Regions from separate parts of the Mus musculus genome. Here region 2 is linked to region 1. The links are chromatin contacts, called in public HiChIP or PLAC-seq maps. All regions are on one chromosome and are shown on one strand. Each heading gives the region's core, a stretch centred on a gene start, on an enhancer-like site or on the middle of the called end of the contact. The rest is flanking DNA. Distances are from core to core; before and after follow the strand shown. Region 1 has its middle 34 kb from the start of Gm13752. Region 2 holds the start of Dusp19 (dual specificity phosphatase 19).

Evidence for each region. HiChIP or PLAC-seq counts read pairs in DNA pulled down with a chosen protein or histone mark.
Region 2: a contact with region 1 is called in an H3K4me3 HiChIP or PLAC-seq map of bone marrow-derived macrophages, with 5 times the contacts expected there. The contact joins the promoter of Dusp19 here to the enhancer-like site in region 1. A contact is called at or near these places in 5 of 39 promoter capture datasets (hematopoietic stem and progenitor cells, hippocampal neurons, liver and 1 more), 3 of 115 datasets of contacts at active chromatin or transcription factors (bone marrow-derived macrophages, embryonic stem cells and stem cell-derived neural progenitor cells) and 3 of 9 other capture datasets (adipose tissue, liver and pancreatic islet).

Annotation. Positions count from the first base shown.
Region 1 is chr2:80,355,742-80,358,737 of GRCm38.p6, reverse strand. No RefSeq gene overlaps it. Among named protein-coding and RNA genes, the nearest start is that of Gm13752, 34 kb to the left of the region's middle. Within about 2 kb of position 1,642, at least 5 of the 459 cell types and tissues checked have an H3K27ac peak or open chromatin away from gene starts, as enhancers often do. A contact at or near this core is called in bone marrow-derived macrophages, where this site is marked.
Region 2 is chr2:80,615,715-80,618,716 of GRCm38.p6, reverse strand. It overlaps Dusp19 (dual specificity phosphatase 19), which reads right to left and starts at 1,503. Exons shown (of 4, transcript NM_024438.4): 1 at 1,111-1,503. The coding sequence starts at 1,333.

The sequences.
Region 1 (2,996 bases), core at 393-2,892:
AACATAGTGGAGCATATGTCCTTGTGGTATGGTGGAACATCTTCTGGACATATGCCTAGGAGTGGTATAGCTGGGTCTTGAGGTAGAACTATTTCTAGTTTTTTAAGAAACCACCAGATTGACTTCCAGAGTGGTTGTACAAGTTTGCACTCTGACCAGCAATGGAGGAGTGTTCCCCCTTGTTTCACATCCTCTCCAGCATGTGCTGTCACTTGAGTTTTTGATCTTGTCATTCTGCTGGAGTGTGAGATAGAATCTCAGAGTTGTTTTTGATCTGCACTTCCCTGGTAATGGAGGATGTTGAACACTTAAGTACTTCTAGGCCACTGGATTTGGGTAATACAAAATCCTTGTCATGGAATATTTCAAAGTGGTGCATCAATCCCTATCTGACTCATTGTGATGATCTGTATATGCTCGGCTCAGGAAGTGGCACTATTAAAAGGTGTGGCCCTGTTGGAGTAGGTGTGCCATGTGGGCGTGGGCTTTAAGACCCTCATCGTAGCTGCCTGGAAGCCAATATTCTTCTAGCAGCTTTCAGATAAAGATGTAGAACTCTCAACTCCTCCTGACCATACCTGCTGGGTGATGCCATGCTCCTGCCTTGATGATAATGGACTGAACCTCTGAACCTGTAAGCCAGCCCCAATTAAATGTTGTCCTTATAAGAGTTGTCTTGGTCATGCTGTCTGTTCACAGCAATAAAACCTGAACTAAGACACTCGCCCATAACCATTTTTGTTTCCTTTGTATTCTATTTTGAAGCAAGTCTTGGACATTGTTATCATAAAAAAAAATCAACCTACTGAAAAACAAGATACCCTTATCAAATATCCATTACAATTTTGTTTCTTCCCCTCCTGCCCCTGCCACCTCCCACTTTTTTTGAGGGGTGGGGTAGGGTGGAGGGTAGGTCTATCCCAGGGCCTTGTGCCTGCTCAGGTGGCTCACGCCTTTAATCCCAGCACTTGGGAGGCAGAGGCAGGCGGTTTTCTGAGTTCGAGGCCAGGCTGGTCTACAGAGTGAGTTCCAGGACAGCCAGGGCTACACAGAGAAACCCTGTCTCGAAAAACCAAAAGAACAAAACAAAACAACAACAACAAAACAAAAAATCTACGACTGAGCTATATCTGCAGCCCAGTTCTCTGTATGTGTGTGTGTGTGTGTGTGTGTGTGCGAACCAGACCCAAGAAGTATACATAGTATATTTGGATGATATGATAAAAAATCCTTTCATTTCATAAATTTTTTTTCCATTTTGGTTTTTGTCTGCACATTAAAAAAAAAAACATGTATTTTATTTATACGACTAGCTGATGAAGTTGGCAGAACATTTTTTTTCCTGCTATACATTTTTTCTACTTAGTAAATTAAGTCGTCATGGTACAGACAGTTAAAGTAAGCAAAATTAGCAAACACACTAAGGAACTGGGTCACAAGACAGGAACTTCATTTTTAGAGCAACAGTCCTTCATAACTGAGAATGAGATTGTCATGAGTTTAAAAGAACATTAGGAAGCACAGAAAATTCTGAGAATTTTGAAAAAAAAGCATCAGTACAATTTGATGACTGTTGTAAATCTTGGGAAGTGACAGATGTTAATGTGGTTGCGCTCTTCGTCAATGGGAGTCTGCTTTGCTTCATGGCATGGACAGAGTGTAGCACGCTACAGTAGCTGTGTGCCTGTGTGCTGTTACATGTTAGTCATGTTACAGCAGATCACAAACGTCAGCTTGTTTACAATTTCACAGTCAACACTTGATATTCAGGGTCCTTTTAGCTAGAAAACAATGCAAACGAGGGGCCTGACTCCACAGAACTGCCTGAAGTAGAAAAGACTATCCCCCCCCCCCCCCCATAGGTGGAATGAAGTCTCTTCTTGTTTTTCACTGCCACCTACTGGAGCCTGATGTTTCTAATAAAAACCCACAGGGAAGCCTGTTAGAGGAAGGAAAAAGGTTAGGAAAATGGAGAAAGTGTTTTTCAAAGGAGTAGGTGTGGCTTCATAGGCAAAGATACATTCGATTTTCTAATAAACATCGTAAAAACACCGATCACAATACTGTTAGGCATTGTGAGGGGGGTACTAATTAAACAGCAACCATCACTGATATACATTTTTTTTTTGGTGGCATTTGCACTTTTCTGGGCATGGCAATTATATATGTGGTATACAGTGCTCCATTCTCCTGTCCAAGCAGTAAGCTTTCCTGTGTGTCGGTTTCCTGCCCTTTAGTCCACCGAAGTGTATTGCAGACTTAAAAAAAGACTATTTACTTTGTGTTTGTATTTGTGTGTGGGCATGCACGTGCCATGGCACACACAGGGAGGCCAGAAGTCACCATAAGGGAGTCAGTTCTTTCCTTCTACCACGTGGGTCCTGGGGATTGAACTCAGGTTGTGGGGGTAGGGATGGGGAGCTGGGGGTGGGGGATAGGTTCAAAGCAGGTGCCTTTAACTCCTCAAAACCACCACACCTGCTCTCATTTAGGGCACTTTATCCACATCACTGCCAAGGAACCAAAAGAAACACTATTTGACCGGCCGTTCTTTTTTACTTCTCTTGGTCTCCCTCCCTTTGGTTTGCGGTGGCACAGTGGCCACTTCTGCTGCTTCTTCTCTTTGGTTTGCGGTGGCACAGTGGCCACTTCTGCTCTTCTAGAGGCCTTACTTTTCACAAGAAAGAAAGACGTGGTATTTCTTTGTGCCTGGCTTACTTCACTTAGTAGAGTGAACTCCACTTCTCCGCGTGTTGCTTTCAACAGCCGAATGATGTTCTGTCAAGTGCCATGATGCTTATATTCCTTGGTGATGACAGCCACTAAAACAGGTAGACGCTATGTGCCACTGTGATCTCTGGTTTTGGGTTGCATTTCAGTAGTGAGGCTGAGCAGTTCTTACTGTTGACTACACAGACAGGTCATATTTTCATCCTGCTTTGAATTTTTCTTTACAATCTGGACATTAGTGAAATACTTCACAGATAAAGCTTGCA
Region 2 (3,002 bases), core at 254-2,753, 260 kb before region 1:
CTTGAGTTTTGCCAAAAGAAAAAAAAAAATCACAATGCCAAAACAACCTTATAGGATGTCCCTTCAGTGAAAGCAGACAGGAGCTGGGGAGGTGTAGTGCCATGCACACACACACTACACGCGCATACACTTATGCACACATGCACACAAAATAAACAAACTAAAAAATAATGTAAGCAGATGGGTTTTTGCAGTTTTGAGAGGATAAATGAATTGGAACACCTAATGTAAGTCCAGCCTTAAACAACATAGTACTATGATGGTGTGCAAGAGTCAGTCAGACTTAGACCTAATCCCCTTGGACATCTCTGCTATTTACTGAATCTATTGCCTGTGCAAATTACTTAACCAATATTAATGCCAATTCCTGTTTGTAATATAAAGATAATCCCTATTTGAAGATCTTTAAAACAATTATATGCTGTGTATAGTTCATATTGTGGGTGTGTCTAACTCCTGGTTCTGTGTCCAAGTGTTAATTTCTCATTCATAAATGCACACCAATGCAGACTTATGGAACAGGCTGGTTTCTACAGAACACCATCCCAGATCAACAAGGTAACAAGTGAGTTCTCTTACAAGCTTGTTTCTTTTGTTATCTGTGGGCGATGCTTGTATACGAACTCAGTATTTCCATAGCACAAGAAATAAGACCATCGGGTTCATAGCTATGAAGCAGAAGCCCTGTGTTTAACACCCAAAGACAGGCACCACGAGCAGATGCAGCCACAGGAAGGACGTGTGCCCTCAACATCCCTTCAACAGCCAAGGAGCCACTTGCTTTTTGCATTTTTTTTAAAGGATATAGTCTTTTCTATAATACAAGAAAATACAACATCCCATTATCTTTTAAAGAAAGTTAGAAAAACAGAGGAACATTTCTTCTAAAACTCAATCATCAGGTGTCAAAGTGCTACTATGTTTTCAGAAGAAGGTTGTGCGGGCAGACACGTCCCTATTTTGTTCCTAACCTAAAAAAGTAAACATTTCAACTGTACATCAGGATAGCTGATATTATTGTGCATAGGGAATTAGTGTGCATAGGGGAAGCTGATGGCAAAGGAACCCAGCCTAGGACTCCACAAGGAAGTGGCGAGTCAGTCTACTCACCCAGAAGCAACCAGGGCTTAATAACGCCAACTTGCAGGTCCAAGGTAAGGTCCTGCACATAGCCACAACCACCCCCACCGCTGGGCTCTGTCTCCACAACATGAACTGTGGCATCTTCCCAGGTTTCTATAAGTTTCTTTCCAGTTAGCGTGGTCACCCTGGTGCACTGCTTCCTGAGATTATCCCGGGAGAATGCTTTGATTTCTTGGTTCAGGGAGTGCATTACATGAGCGGAGAAGGAAAAGCAGCAAGCTCAAGAAAAAAGAAATAAAAAACAAAACAAAAAAGGCACTGCACTGCTAGTCAGTCACTAGCCACTTACTGGAGCTGGCCCCTGCAGTGACAACCTCACCCCTTCCAGAGAAGAGCACAGCCCAGGCCTGCTTCCCGAGCACCGTTGTAAGGTGAGAGCTGATTGGCTGCTAAGAAACGGGCGCCGATTGGATGCCGTTTCTCATCTGACGGAAGTTGGGGGTCTTCCGGATCTATTCAGATGCTTTTTTATCTGGGCGTGTCTTCCTTCACTCTTGGTTTTTTAATCTTAGCTTAGTTTTGGACCCGGGGAGCGGGAGTGGGGGTGGGGGAATATTCATTGCTAAGACTCATTTGGAGAGAGCTGATGTCTCGTTTTTTCTGGAAGTGTTAGACTGGTTACGGAGATGACAGCAGCTGACCTCACGGCCTTTTCCCACCCCAGTGTGAGTCTCCTGTGGCTCACTCACAAAAGCCTAAGGCCCCAGGGGCTGCCCCTCGTTTCCTCTGCCTTCACTTTTTTCTCTGCCGTTAGTTCTAGAAGAAACATTGACTAGATAGAACCACTGAGTCTGCTAGTGAGGCTCCAACTGAATAGAATCTACATTAAAAAGTTGTTTTAAGTATATGTTTCTACAGACTAGCAAGGGTTAAAATATATGTGTATTCCTTCTTTTCAACGCCTTATACAGAGTAAATGGTAATAAGTCTATACGTAGTTGGGAAAAGCATAAACATTTACCAAACAGATGAATAGAATGACGATTCTGCTTACAAAAGACGATTGCTTTTTGCAAACGGGGACTGCAAGATTTCAACTGAAATTTTCCTTATTAACCCTTAATAAAATGGAATTTTAAGATCATTTAAGTACAGTGCATAACGTTAAGATTTAGAAAAATGTATTCTTCAGCACTGCATACAAACATTTTGTTGCTTTCGAAACAAAGTTTATGGGCTGAATTTTTGTGCCCCTTCAAAATGAGTTGGAATTATGAGTCCAAGTGTTCAAATATTTGGAGCGAGGACCTCTGGGAAATAATTAGTATTATATTAAGACATACGACAAGGTTAATGGCTTCATGAAAACTGTACTAGATGAAGCAAGATTAAGGAAGGATGTTGGGAGAAGTGGGTGTCAAGGAAGAGGAACAAACACACCAGGAGCCTTGCTTAGGCCAGCACCTTGATTTTGGACTTCTAGGCCTCCAAACCACAAGAAGTAAATTTTTCTTGCTTAAGCTACACAGTTTGTAGTTTTTGTTATGGACACCTGAGATATGAGCCAAAGTTTTTCTCCTTCAAATGGAGTTATCTGCCCACAATATCTACTGGGGATTCCAAAGTGAACTGTAAATTGTTTGCTTCATTTAGTTGACCACAGGCTCCTCAGAAACAGCTCTAACTATAAATCAATCCATGTATCTAACAATGAGCACTTAACTATATACCCAGCACTCTACTAACAAATTTCACATACTTAATGATATGCACTCGGCATATAACAATACTTTAGACATTATGTCATTTTACTTTACCACAAACTATATATATAGTTTACAACTGGAGAAACATGGTTTCTTTACTATGGAATGCTGCACTGCCCTCAAAATTACAGTAACTGTATTAACAAATATTAA